Regions from separate parts of the Hordeum vulgare genome. Here region 1 is linked to region 2. Evidence: chromatin contacts called from public Hi-C data. All regions are on one chromosome and are shown on one strand. Each heading gives the region's core, a stretch centred on a gene start, on an enhancer-like site or on the middle of the called end of the contact. The rest is flanking DNA. Distances are from core to core; before and after follow the strand shown. Region 1 holds the start of LOC123440198. Region 2 holds the start of LOC123444334 (protein VTE6, chloroplastic).

Region 1 (5,711 bases), core at 2,428-4,927, 520 kb after region 2:
GTGAAAAGTGCATATCGGTTAGTCACACAAGATCATAACATGAACAACTCAGCGGGTGTATCAAGCACTAAGGATGACTATCGCACACTATGGAATTGTGTATGGAAGTCGGCCGTCCGTCAGAAAATGAAGATCACCGCTTGGAAGGTGGTGACCGGGACACTACCTACACAATAGTGCAAGTGGTACAGACACCTCTCTACATGATCGACATGCCTTTGTGCGGTGTAGAAGAGGAGAGAACCTTCCATGCGTTGATTTCATGTTTGCAAGCTCGAGTTCTTTGGGTAAATATGCGACGGAGGTGGCCTCTTACAGGTGATGACCTTCTCATTGATAACGGAAAGGAGTGGTTCATGAACTTGTTGAGTACGTCCTCTGATGAAGTTCGTGATATGATGATCATGTTAATATGGCGGATTTGGCATTTGCGCAATGATAGGATCCATGGGAAGGACACCCCACCCGTTTGTGCCACGGTTGAGTTTCTGGATAGCTACTATAAATTCATCATGCTTGCTGGGAGGTACTCGCATGAGGAAATCTTGAAAGGGAAGATGTCTATCTCGGCCCTTGATATGCCTCCTCACAGGGAGACGAAACCTCCGGTTCCCTCGCCTGCACCGTCCCCACACATGGTGGCTCTCTCGGTCGATGGCTCCTTCCGGGAGGACGATGGCTCTGCGGCGGCGGGCATGGTTCTCAGAGATAACGAAGGGTTGATTATATTTGCGGTATATTGGTTCATATTCCACTGTAATGACCCATTGAAAGCGGAACTACATGCAATCATGCAAGGCATGGCGTTGGCGATTCAACACTCCAACCATCCAGTGGTTCTACAGTCGGACTCTTCCGAAGCTCTTTCAAGTTTGTCTAATTATGCATTGATACGTTCGGCGTATGGTGAGTTAGTTCTAGAGATTAAGGAACTTTTTGATAGTAGGGAGTTTTTTCCTCTGAAAATTAGTCATACTCAAAATAGAGTTGCCGATCGGTTGGCCAATTATAGCCGGTCTGAGCGAGCCACCGCCATATGATTGGGCTCGGTTCCATCATGTATTGAGGATTTGTGGGATCTCGACTGTAACTCTATCAAATTGCAATAAAAACTTCCTTACCCCCGAAAAAAAAGAGAATGAACGGTTCCGGCTATAGAAACCCATGGATAGTCACGCATCTAGAGTATCCTGTAAATAGTGGGCAATCTACAGTGCTATGTTGCTGCTATATTTGATCTGGGCCGTCCTTTCTTGATCCAACGGTCATGTTATAGCGTAACATGCTATGGATATGTCACTGTTGTCCATTTGTTTGGTTATGCACTTTTTGTTTATTGTCTCAAATTTTAGCTTAAAGTGATGTATATTTGCAGCACCACTAGCGGCTGCCCAAAATTCTTTTGATGTGGTAGGAACCCATCCGCAGGTGTGAACTTTCACCGCCACCACGCTGCCTCACCCGGCCTCTCGGCTCTGGCCCAGCCGCCGTCGCCGCCGCCCCATCGGCCACCGTGAATCTTGCCGTCCCTCAATGATATCTGCCACGTCGCCTTCAACCCACCGAGCTCACAACGCGGTTGCCCCATCCCACCCCTCGGTGTCTTCCGCCCCGTCCCGCCGTCGTCCCTAATTCCGTTGTTACTGCGGCGGTCCTCATCGAGCTCCTCTATGTGAACTTCCCTGCTATCAGATTCCGTCATCACTAACTCCGTCCTCGTCAAGCTCCTCTCTGCCATTGGATCGTCATGTTTTGTATGGTTCTCAATTTCAACTTTTTAGGCCCCAATTTACCGTTGAAATATGAGATGGGCTTCCATAAGAAAATTTAAAAAAATCTCTAAGGATGCATGTAGGTGTTCGAATGATAAGGGGTGGTGAAAAGTTTAGTCCCACCTTGCGAGCGCTAGTGGAGAAGGAGTTGGACCTGTTTGTAAGGATCTCTCTTCCACATGCTATTCGAGCATGAGAAGAGAAGATGGCCTCCCGCACTCCTCCTTCGTCGCCCTCCACGCCACGGCTCGTCACACCACGCCGCGGGTTGCGTGATTGAGCCGAGCCGACCTCATACCTACGCGCTTATTTTTTCCGATCAGGAACGAAGAATATGTACCGATGCTCCTCCCAACCCTAGCCGTCACGAACGGATCACATCTGCTCCACGCGCTCTTCCTTTTGTTGCTGCTACCGTCAGCGTCTCCGTCCCATTCACCGCGTACACGGTCGAGGGAGAGCAGTTCTTCGAAACCCCGCCTCTTCGACAGGGACGAAGCCAACATGCAAACATAGGAGGGGGGGGGGGGCAAGTTTGTTTATGAAGGGAGCAAAGTTCATATGAAATGTTTTTTTTGGTTACAATAACCACCATAATAGTAGAAAAATCAATTTGTTAGGGGGGGTCTAGCCCCCCCTTGCCCCCCCTAGAATCATCCCTGCTCTTCGGATCCTGTACGGGAGAGGGGCGATTAGATTTTTGGGGAGCGACTACGCGACTGCTCCCCTCTGTTCGTCGCCTTCGTCATCGTCATGTCTTCACCAACGATGCCGACCGCATCGCCCTCGAGAAGGCCGAAGCCGACAAGAAGGCGGACGAGGTAACTGTCGCCGCCACTGCTGCTGCTACGGGCAACTGTCCGATCGAAGGGTATAACTCGTTTATCCCGTTCATGTCTATTTTAGTCTTAACAGTACTAACCATATCCATAGATGTCTCTACTATATGTGTAGTAAATGCTAGTATGCTTCGTAATCAGTATGTCATTAATCTAGTCAATCTTTGATAGTGATTATCTCATTGATTAATTTAATAAAAAAATTACCTATTTACTCAATATTTACATCATCTGTTATGGCAAAAAAAATGTGTTCCCAAAAAACTTCTCTCTTGGCATCAATTTTTTACATCATCTTGGAGATGTTTTTACTGTTGTTTTATTGATGCTCTTCAAGTCGTTTATCGTTACATTCGCTGAAAATGTCCCTTGCGACGGTTCTGAATGCAAAAAGAAACCGCAACGCAAGAAAATGGATGACAAAACATTCGGTCGAAACGAGTGAAGATTGAAGGCGGGCGATCCCGAGAACAATAGAAGCAGATAAATTCGGCCGCGATCAGCCCCGTTTCGATAAAATCAAATCAAGTAGTAGTACGTATACATGAGTAACACGACAGTAAAACACACGAGACCAAACGCCCGTTGAATCCCACATCAAGCGAGTATAGAATACAATGTTCCCTCCCATCCCGGGGACGGCATCGGGAGCAGAGCAGAGCAGCGGCGTCGGCGCTATCTCCTGGCGTGCGCGGCGCCGGCGGGCTGGTCGCAGGAGAAGACCTGCTTCGGGAGCCGCCACGCCTCCGCTGCGCCGAAGCACATGTCGTCCAGCGCCTCGCTGCGGCACCACCGGCACCTCCCTCCGCCGCCGATCGCCAAGCACTTGCCGCGCGTGGCCAGATCCCGGCACCCCGCCTCTGCCCTCCCAGACCCGGCAGCAGCCTTGCCCTTGCCTTTGCCCGCCGCAGCGGCGGCTACCGGCGCAGCCCCCGAGCAGACCAGGAGCAGCGCGAGCAGCACCAGCGCCGCGGATCTGGCCCTGGCCATGAGGTGAGAAACAGAGACGGTCTGGAGCGGTCGAGTATCGGACAGGCGGACGGCAGTCTAGATATTTGGACTCCAGATCGCGAGTCGGACGGTGGGCCTCTCCTCTCTTTGACGGGAAAATGAAGTTGACGCCTTTTCTCCTCCAGGCTTCCAACATTTGGGCCGGCGTACCCAACGATTGGCTTGGCTATGACTTATTTAGCTGTGAATTTTCCCTCAAAAAAGAAAAAGAGCGAGCTGTGAATTGCCTAAAAAAAAAGTGAATAGCCTAAAAAAATAGTTGCGAATTCCCCATTCCTCAAAAAAGGAAAAAGCTGTAAATTCTCCCCTAAAAAAAAACAAAAACCTGTGATTTCTCAAAAAAAAGAGCAAGTTCACCGTCTTTTTTTTGTTTCTGGACACTTAGGACTTTTGAAAATCAAAAGTACAAACACCCTTTAAAATAAGGGAAATACATTGAGGTCCCTAAGGATGATCATCTTCTTCACCTCAAACATATCGACGACTGTTGGGGAACGTTGAATGGGAAACAAAAAAAAATTCTACGCACACGAAGACCTATCATGGTGATGATCATCTATGAGAGGGAGTTTGGATCCACATACCCTTGTAGATCGCTAAGCGAAAGCGTTAATAAACGCGGCTGATGTAGTGGTACGTCTTCACGATCCGTCCCACGAACCGTCCCACGATCCGTCCCGATCAAGTGTCGAACGGACGACACCTCCGCGTTCCACACACGTACAGCTCGATGACGATCTCTGCCTTCTTGATCCAGCAAGAGAGACGGGGATGTAGATAAGTTCCCCGGTAGAGTAACGGCGCTCCGGTGGTGGTGGTGATTTATTCTTGCAGGGCTTCGCCTAAGCACCGCAGAAATCCGATCTAGAGGTGAAACTCTGTGGTATAGGCTAGAGTTGCACGTGGGAAAGTTGTGTCTCAAAAAGCCCTAAACCCTCTAGTATATATAATAGGAGGGAGGGGCTAGCCTTGAGGCTTAAGGAGAGCCTCCTTGGCTCGGCCCGAAGTGGAGGAGGGAGGAGTCCTCCTCCAATCCCACTTGGATTAGGACTCCTTCCTAAATTGCCCACCTCTTTTAGACTTTCGTCCTTTTTTCCTCATGGGTTTTCCTTGGATGACTTGCCAGCCCATTAAGCCTTATTGCGCATCCAATAAACTCACGTGGACCCCTTGGGGTATGGTGGGCCCACCCAGTGGGCCCCCGGAACCCATTCGTCACTCCCGGTACACTGTCGGTAATGCCCGAAAACCTTCCGTAATCCAAATACCAACTTCCTATATATCAATCTTCGTTTCCGGACCATTCCGGAACTCCTTGTGATATCCGAGATCTCATCCGGGACTCCGAACAAAACTTCGGTCACCAACACATATAACTCAACTATACCGAAACATCACCGAACCTTAAGTGTGCAGACCCCGTGGGTTCGAGAACTATGCCGACATGACCTGAGACACTCTCCGGTCAATAACCAATAGTGGAACCTGGATGTCCATATTGGCTCCCACATATTCTACGAAGATCTCTATCGGTTGAACCTCTATGTCAAGGATTCAGTTAATCCCGTATGTTGTTCCCTTTGTCCTTCGGTATGTTACTTGCCCGAGATTCGAACGCCGGTATCTCCATACCTAGTTCAATCTCGTTACCGACAAGTCTCTTTACTTGTTCCGTAATACAAGATCTCGTAACTAACTCCTTAGTCACATTGCTTGCAAGTCTTGTTGTGATGTTGTATTCCGAGTGGGCCCCGAGATACCTCCCCGTCACACGGAGTGACAAATACCAGTCTTGATCCATGCCAACCCAACATACACCTTTGGAGATACCTGTAGAGCACCTTTATAATCACCCAGTAACGTTGTGACGTTTGATACACACAAGGTATTCCTCAAGTGTTCGGGAGTTGCATGATCTCATGGTCATAGGAACAGATACATTGACATGCAGAAAAACAGTAGCAATAAACTGACACAATCATATGCTACGTTTATAGTTTGGGTCTTGTCCATCACATCATTTTCCTAATGATGTGATCTCGTTATCAAGTGACAACACTTGCCTATGGCTAGGAAACCTTGACCATCT
Region 2 (5,701 bases), core at 1,751-4,250:
TACATGCTAATTACAAGATGTAATCCATTCGCCGCCTCCATCACCTCATCCATATCTACACGTGCACTTGAAATTTAGATCCCCAGATTCGTGCGCTTCCCCGCTCCCTTCTCTCCTCCATCACATAGACACATACCAAGATTTCCAGCTCGGATTTGTGCATCCTGCTTCAGCGGGAGCCGTTTCTCTTCGCGACGGGTGGAATAGATAGTCGCCGCCTCACCGATCATCTTCCATTGCCACGAGCGGTAGCACTGCCGTCATCGGTGGAAAGGATAGGAGCAGAGGGTTGGGCTGGAACGTGGAAGTGGAGCATCATCGTCGGCCAAGGGAATGGATAGAAGTAGTAAGCAGGGTGCGGATAGAAGTAGTAAGCAGGGTGCCTTCGGGTTCGGTCTCGGTTACTTCGGTTCGGTATTTCGGTCATCGGTTTATATGCCCACCCCTAGCTACTCTAGTTGAGCAGAAATGAGATGGTGATTACGATGACGAGGGAGAAGTTGCTCCAAATCAGCACCAGGGACAACCACCACCACAAGCACTAGGTCGACCAGATGAATACAATCGTAATGGTAGGGCTGCATCACCCCCTCACGTACGGGATTATGATCATCTCCCTAAACTTAAATTGAATATTCCTACATTTGATGGTAGACATGTTCCTGATATATATATCTTACTTGGGCTGCTTTGTAAACTGCTATGCATACTTGTTGGGTTCCACCATATTACTCAACGTGAATTACTTCAAAAATTGCAGCATTTAAGACAAGGAATTTTTTTGTAGAGCGAATATTATCATGAATTACAAACTGACATGATTAGATGTGGTATTGTTGAGGACAAAGAAGCTATGCTTGCACATTTTATGGGTGGATTAAATAGAGATAATCAAACTATTTTAGAGTATAAGGAGTATAACACTATCACTCATTTATTTCATCTTGCTTGCAAAGCTGAACGTGAAGTGCATGATCGACATGCATTGACCAGAACTAATTTTTCTACAGGTCGCACTTCATCATGGAAGCCCCGAACCTCATTTGCTTCCACACGTACTGCTGCGTCACCGCCTATTTTAGACACTAACCCCAGCCGAGATAGCAGGAACGGGTAGCTGCCCCACCTTCCACCAAGAGCACACCTTTCAGTCCTACACAAAACTCTTCTTCATCCGTTGCATCCACAAGGCGAACACATGAGGTTATATGTCATCGCTGCAAGGGTGAAGGTCACAATGCGAGAGACTGCCCATACAAGCGTGTTATGATTGTTACTGAGCTTGGTGGATATGACTCCGTGAGTGATTATGATGAGGAGACTTTGGTTCTTCTTGCAAGTGACGAACAGTGTGTCGACGATACTGAACAGGAGACACGATACATGGCCGCTAACTACGCCGACAGGTATGAAAGTATAGTTGTTCAATGTGTTTTGAGTGTGCATGTAACACATGTTGAGAAAAATCAGCAGCATAGTTTGTTCCATACAAAGAGAGTTGTGAAGGAATGTTCTGTTCGCATCATCATTGATAGAGGGAGTTGCAACAACTTGGCTAGCATGGAGATGATGAAGAAACTGTCTCTCACCAACGTACCACATCTTTATTATATCCGTTCATGTGCATTTTAACATTGTTACATATTCTGATTATGTTGATTGTGATGTGATATCCATGCAAACATGCTCTTTTTTACTTGGTAGACCATAGCAATTTGATAATAATTCTGCACAACATGGTAGGAAAAATCATTATACTCTTGTTTATAAGGATAACAATATAACTTTACTTCCTATGTCTACTAAACATATTATGAAAGATGACATTGCTAGAGTTAGTAAAGCAAAACAGGAGCTAAACAAAAGAATTTGAGCAACACGACAAACCTAGTAAACCATCATCTAGTGTTGCATCTAAAATGAAATTAAAGAATGGACGTTTACTTGCTACTAAATCTGATATTATCGATCTGAATTTTACTACATCGTTTGCTATGCATTTGTGTGTAAAAATGTATTATTTTCATTCGAGGATGTGCTTCTTTTTTTGCCTCCACCAGGAGTTCGCTAACATCTTTCTACAAGACTTGTCATCGGGATTATCACCTATTAGGTGGATTGAGCATCAGATTGACTTAATTTTCAGTGCACTTCACATGTGGCAATAGCACTTGGCTAGTAGTCCTTTTGGCCAAAAATTCGAGTTTAACATCATCGATCCAGTTATATTTCTAAAAAAGAAGAAACTCCCGAGTACATAAAAATAACACCGTGTAATGCTTCATGAAAAACACTGTCTAATGCTACAGAGAGGTAGCACATAGAAAAACAGTGCAAAATATCTACAAGCAGCTATCTCGTTTATCCAAGACTTGAGTACCCAATTGCCATCAGGAGGGACTTCATGTAGTTTTATCTCACAGCATCAGCACAAAAGCGCCAACGAATTGCTCAAAGCCCTTGCGCAATAACCCCAGCATCACCTGGCAACTGAAGATTTTGTGAAGCAAACGAGGGCAAAAAAATTCCGAAACAGAGCAACAAAAAATAAAACTCGGAACGGCAAAGGGTAGAGAGATGAAGGAGGTGCTGCCATCAGAAGGGATGGTAAATAACTTGTGATCTCATCGCATCAGGCAAAACCATGCCATGAATTGCTCAAAGCCCTTGCGCAATAACCCAAACATCACTTGGCAGCAAGAAGAATAATAAGAAGAAGCACATCCTCTCCGGGAAGGATGAAAGAAACAAGAAACGCGCGCGAGATCTCGGAAGAAAACACCAGCAAAACGTATCTGGACGCGACGCAGATCGCGATCTGCGATGGCGGCGGCGGCCTGGGTTGGAGCAGGAAGGGGGGCGCAGGTCTTTTATACAGGAAGGCGACCAAGCCCGACGCACCTACCATCTGGAAATTCCGTAAACCCAACCAGAAGACGTCTACCGGTTGTACAAAACAACGCGCGAAGGCGTATTCCTGGAGAGAGGAAAGGGACAGAGGAGTCGCGCACTCTCGCTCGGCTGAGACTGAGAGAGCCGAAGGCAGAGGCATCCAAGACGGTGGCGGAAAATGGCGTGCGGTCTCCTGCCGCTGCTCCACACCCACCTCTCCCCTCCGCCTCGTTTCCTCCTGCCCTCCCTCGTCGCGCCCAGGACCCTGCCCCTGGCCCCTCGCCGGACCGGTGTTTCGCGGCACCTGTCCCCCGCCCCTCCGCGCTCGCTCCCGGACATTGCCGCGGCGGCGGCGAGCCTCCGGGACGCGGTCGCCGGCGCCTTCCAGGCGTCTCCGCCCACGTGGAGCTCGGCTGCCGCGACCAACCTCACCGTCTTCGTCGCGGGCTCGCCGCTGCTCCTCTCCGGCCTCTCCGCCTCCGGCTTCGCGGCCGCCTACGTCCTCGGCACCCTCACGTGGCGCGCATTTGGGCCCCGGGGCTACCTCCTTGTCGCCGCCTACTTCGTCGTGGTGAGTGGATCGGTTGCTGCTGCGCATCCATGGCGTAGGGTTTCTGAATTGCATGTCTGAGGTGCTGTGGTAAATCTGAAAATTCAGCAATGCGGCCGTTTTTGTCACGGTTTAGAATAACTATCCAGGGGTTGCCATCGACCGATGATCTTCATTTTTTAAGAGGGCATGTTTCATCGATGTTCTCTCCTCACAGCCCAGGAAATAATATTTTAGCGATTGCGTTATCTTCGGGGCTGTTTGGATTGCCCTTCCAAAATTTTGGTCGTTGACCAATGCCACCTCTGCAGATCCCTTTCGCACGCCGTCATTTTGGTAGGGCTGCTGTGGGCTGGGAGAATGTTTTCTAGTGTCTTTCAGCAGTTGATGCAAAATAGCAATTTCCCACACCCAAGTTTTTCAAAATTGTACTAAGAGATAAACTAGCTTCATAGAATTGATTACAGGCAAAATAGTTTCGTATTTCTGTCTCGCTCAAGTTTGTACACGAATTGACCGGAAATCTGAGTTACTCTAGATTCGTACCCATGGAAATCTATAGATCAGTGGTGGAGATAGAATCTTTTCAAAGCCTAGGCAAATCGCAATCCGGAGTGCCTAGAAAGCTAGAATGCCATTTTAGGTGCAGTTGCTGTGACATTAACCGAGGTTAGGTAGATCATCCTGCTGCCAGCAATCTGGAAAGGAAGGTTTCACCTCCCCTGCTATAGGGAGAGAAACGGGCTAGTAAGGGGGTCGTTCTTTTCCATATGCTGCTTATGTATGAAATAGGGATAGTCTTGATTTGGCAATCCTGCCAGTTAGGAAATCAAGGATTTGCCAAAACGTCCAAACTTCCTTTATTTGTTCTGCCCTTTGAAACTGCAGATGAATCACGAATGAGTGATCATTGCATGTTTTAATCTTCAAATCAGGTGGAGGTTGTCCATAAGAGATACACTTTTCTGCAGTTTATGATTTGCCCTTGGTAAAGGAGAATTGAGATTGGTATTTCCTGTGAAATTATTTAAACATGTATTGCCATAAAATAATCATAATGTATGATTATTTTGTTCATTGATGAGCAATGTTTGCTGTGCAACTTCCACTGCCTGTTCAGAAAGCAAGCAATTCTAAATTTATGGATGTATGCGTTATGTTGATTGTAGGGCATAGTTCCATGACCCTCCTTCCTTAGGCTGATTGCACTACCTGATAAAGGCATCATAATTTATGAATGTATGTGTTCAGTCTTGGTTATTCATTTTGCTTTTGATACACAGGGCACAGCAGTCACCAAGTTAAAGATAAAACAAAAAGAAGCTTTCGGGGTGGCCGAGAAAAAAGGAGGAAGGAGAGGGCCTGGTAGTGTTATTGGTTCTAGTGCTGCTGGTTGTGTCTGTGCTCTCCTATCAGTATATAATGTGGGTGGTGGAGCATTAGGGGAACTCTGGACACTTGGATTTGTTGCTAGTTTCTGTACTAAACTCAGTGATACGGTTTCCAGTGAAATAGGGAAGGCATATGGAAGAACAACGTAAGGTCCCTGTCACTTACCACTCTATTTGCATGACCTTTAGATAGTTGATGGTTTATTTGGTGCTTGCCTGTGCAAGCTTAGTAAATTGTACTCCTAATTGTTGAAGTTTCAATACCATACTTAGAGCTCAGTTTTGTTCTTTTTGTAGAGTAGGTACCTAGTGACAACATTTAAGGTTGTTCCAAGAGGTACAGAAGGTGCAGTCAGTGTTGAGGGCACTCTTGCTGGAATTGTAGCATCAATGTTTCTTGCAGGGATTGGTTATATTCTGGAGCAGGTAAGCAAAATTTCAAAATTATGTACTATGGACATCTTCTTCAGTTATTTAACTATAATCAGACTTGCATGTGTCATGTTGTTTATATTCCTGCTTTCTCATGCTCTTATAATCTGATAGTCAATGGCTAGAACACATACTAGAGCAACGTTGGGAGCATAAGACCTGCAATGCTGAGCTCCTGGCATATGACACCTAGGAGGCTAGTAATCACAATTTTGATATGAAAGTGGCAGTAATTATGTACTTTTACCTTGGACTGTAAATCAGGAATATGGTTATTGAAAAAAACTGCTTTGTTTCACAGGTAAATCTACCACAAGGTGTGGTATGTGTTCTTGCATCCCAGATTGCAAATTTTGGCGAGAGTTTGATTGGCGCAACACTGCAGGATAAGGAAGGTTTTGAATGGGTGAGCCTGAACTTTCGGATGCTGAATACT

What was found. A called contact is a pair of places that touch in the nucleus more often than the background predicts.
Region 1: a contact with region 2 is called in a Hi-C map of leaf, with 2.7 times the contacts expected there. The contact joins the promoter of LOC123440198 here to the promoter of LOC123444334 in region 2. A contact is called at or near these places in 3 of 6 Hi-C or Micro-C datasets (leaf and seedling).

Annotation. Positions count from the first base shown.
Region 1 is chr3H:471,956,974-471,962,684 of MorexV3_pseudomolecules_assembly, forward strand. LOC123440198 reads right to left here and starts at 3,678. Exons shown (of 1, transcript XM_045116769.1): 1 at 3,088-3,678. The coding sequence starts at 3,601. The coding sequence ends at 3,287.
Region 2 is chr3H:471,441,877-471,447,577 of MorexV3_pseudomolecules_assembly, forward strand. LOC123444334 (protein VTE6, chloroplastic) reads left to right here and starts at 3,001. Exons shown (of 5, transcript XM_045121020.1): 1 at 3,001-3,463; 2 at 4,726-4,979; 3 at 5,136-5,259; 4 at 5,567-5,671. The coding sequence starts at 3,071.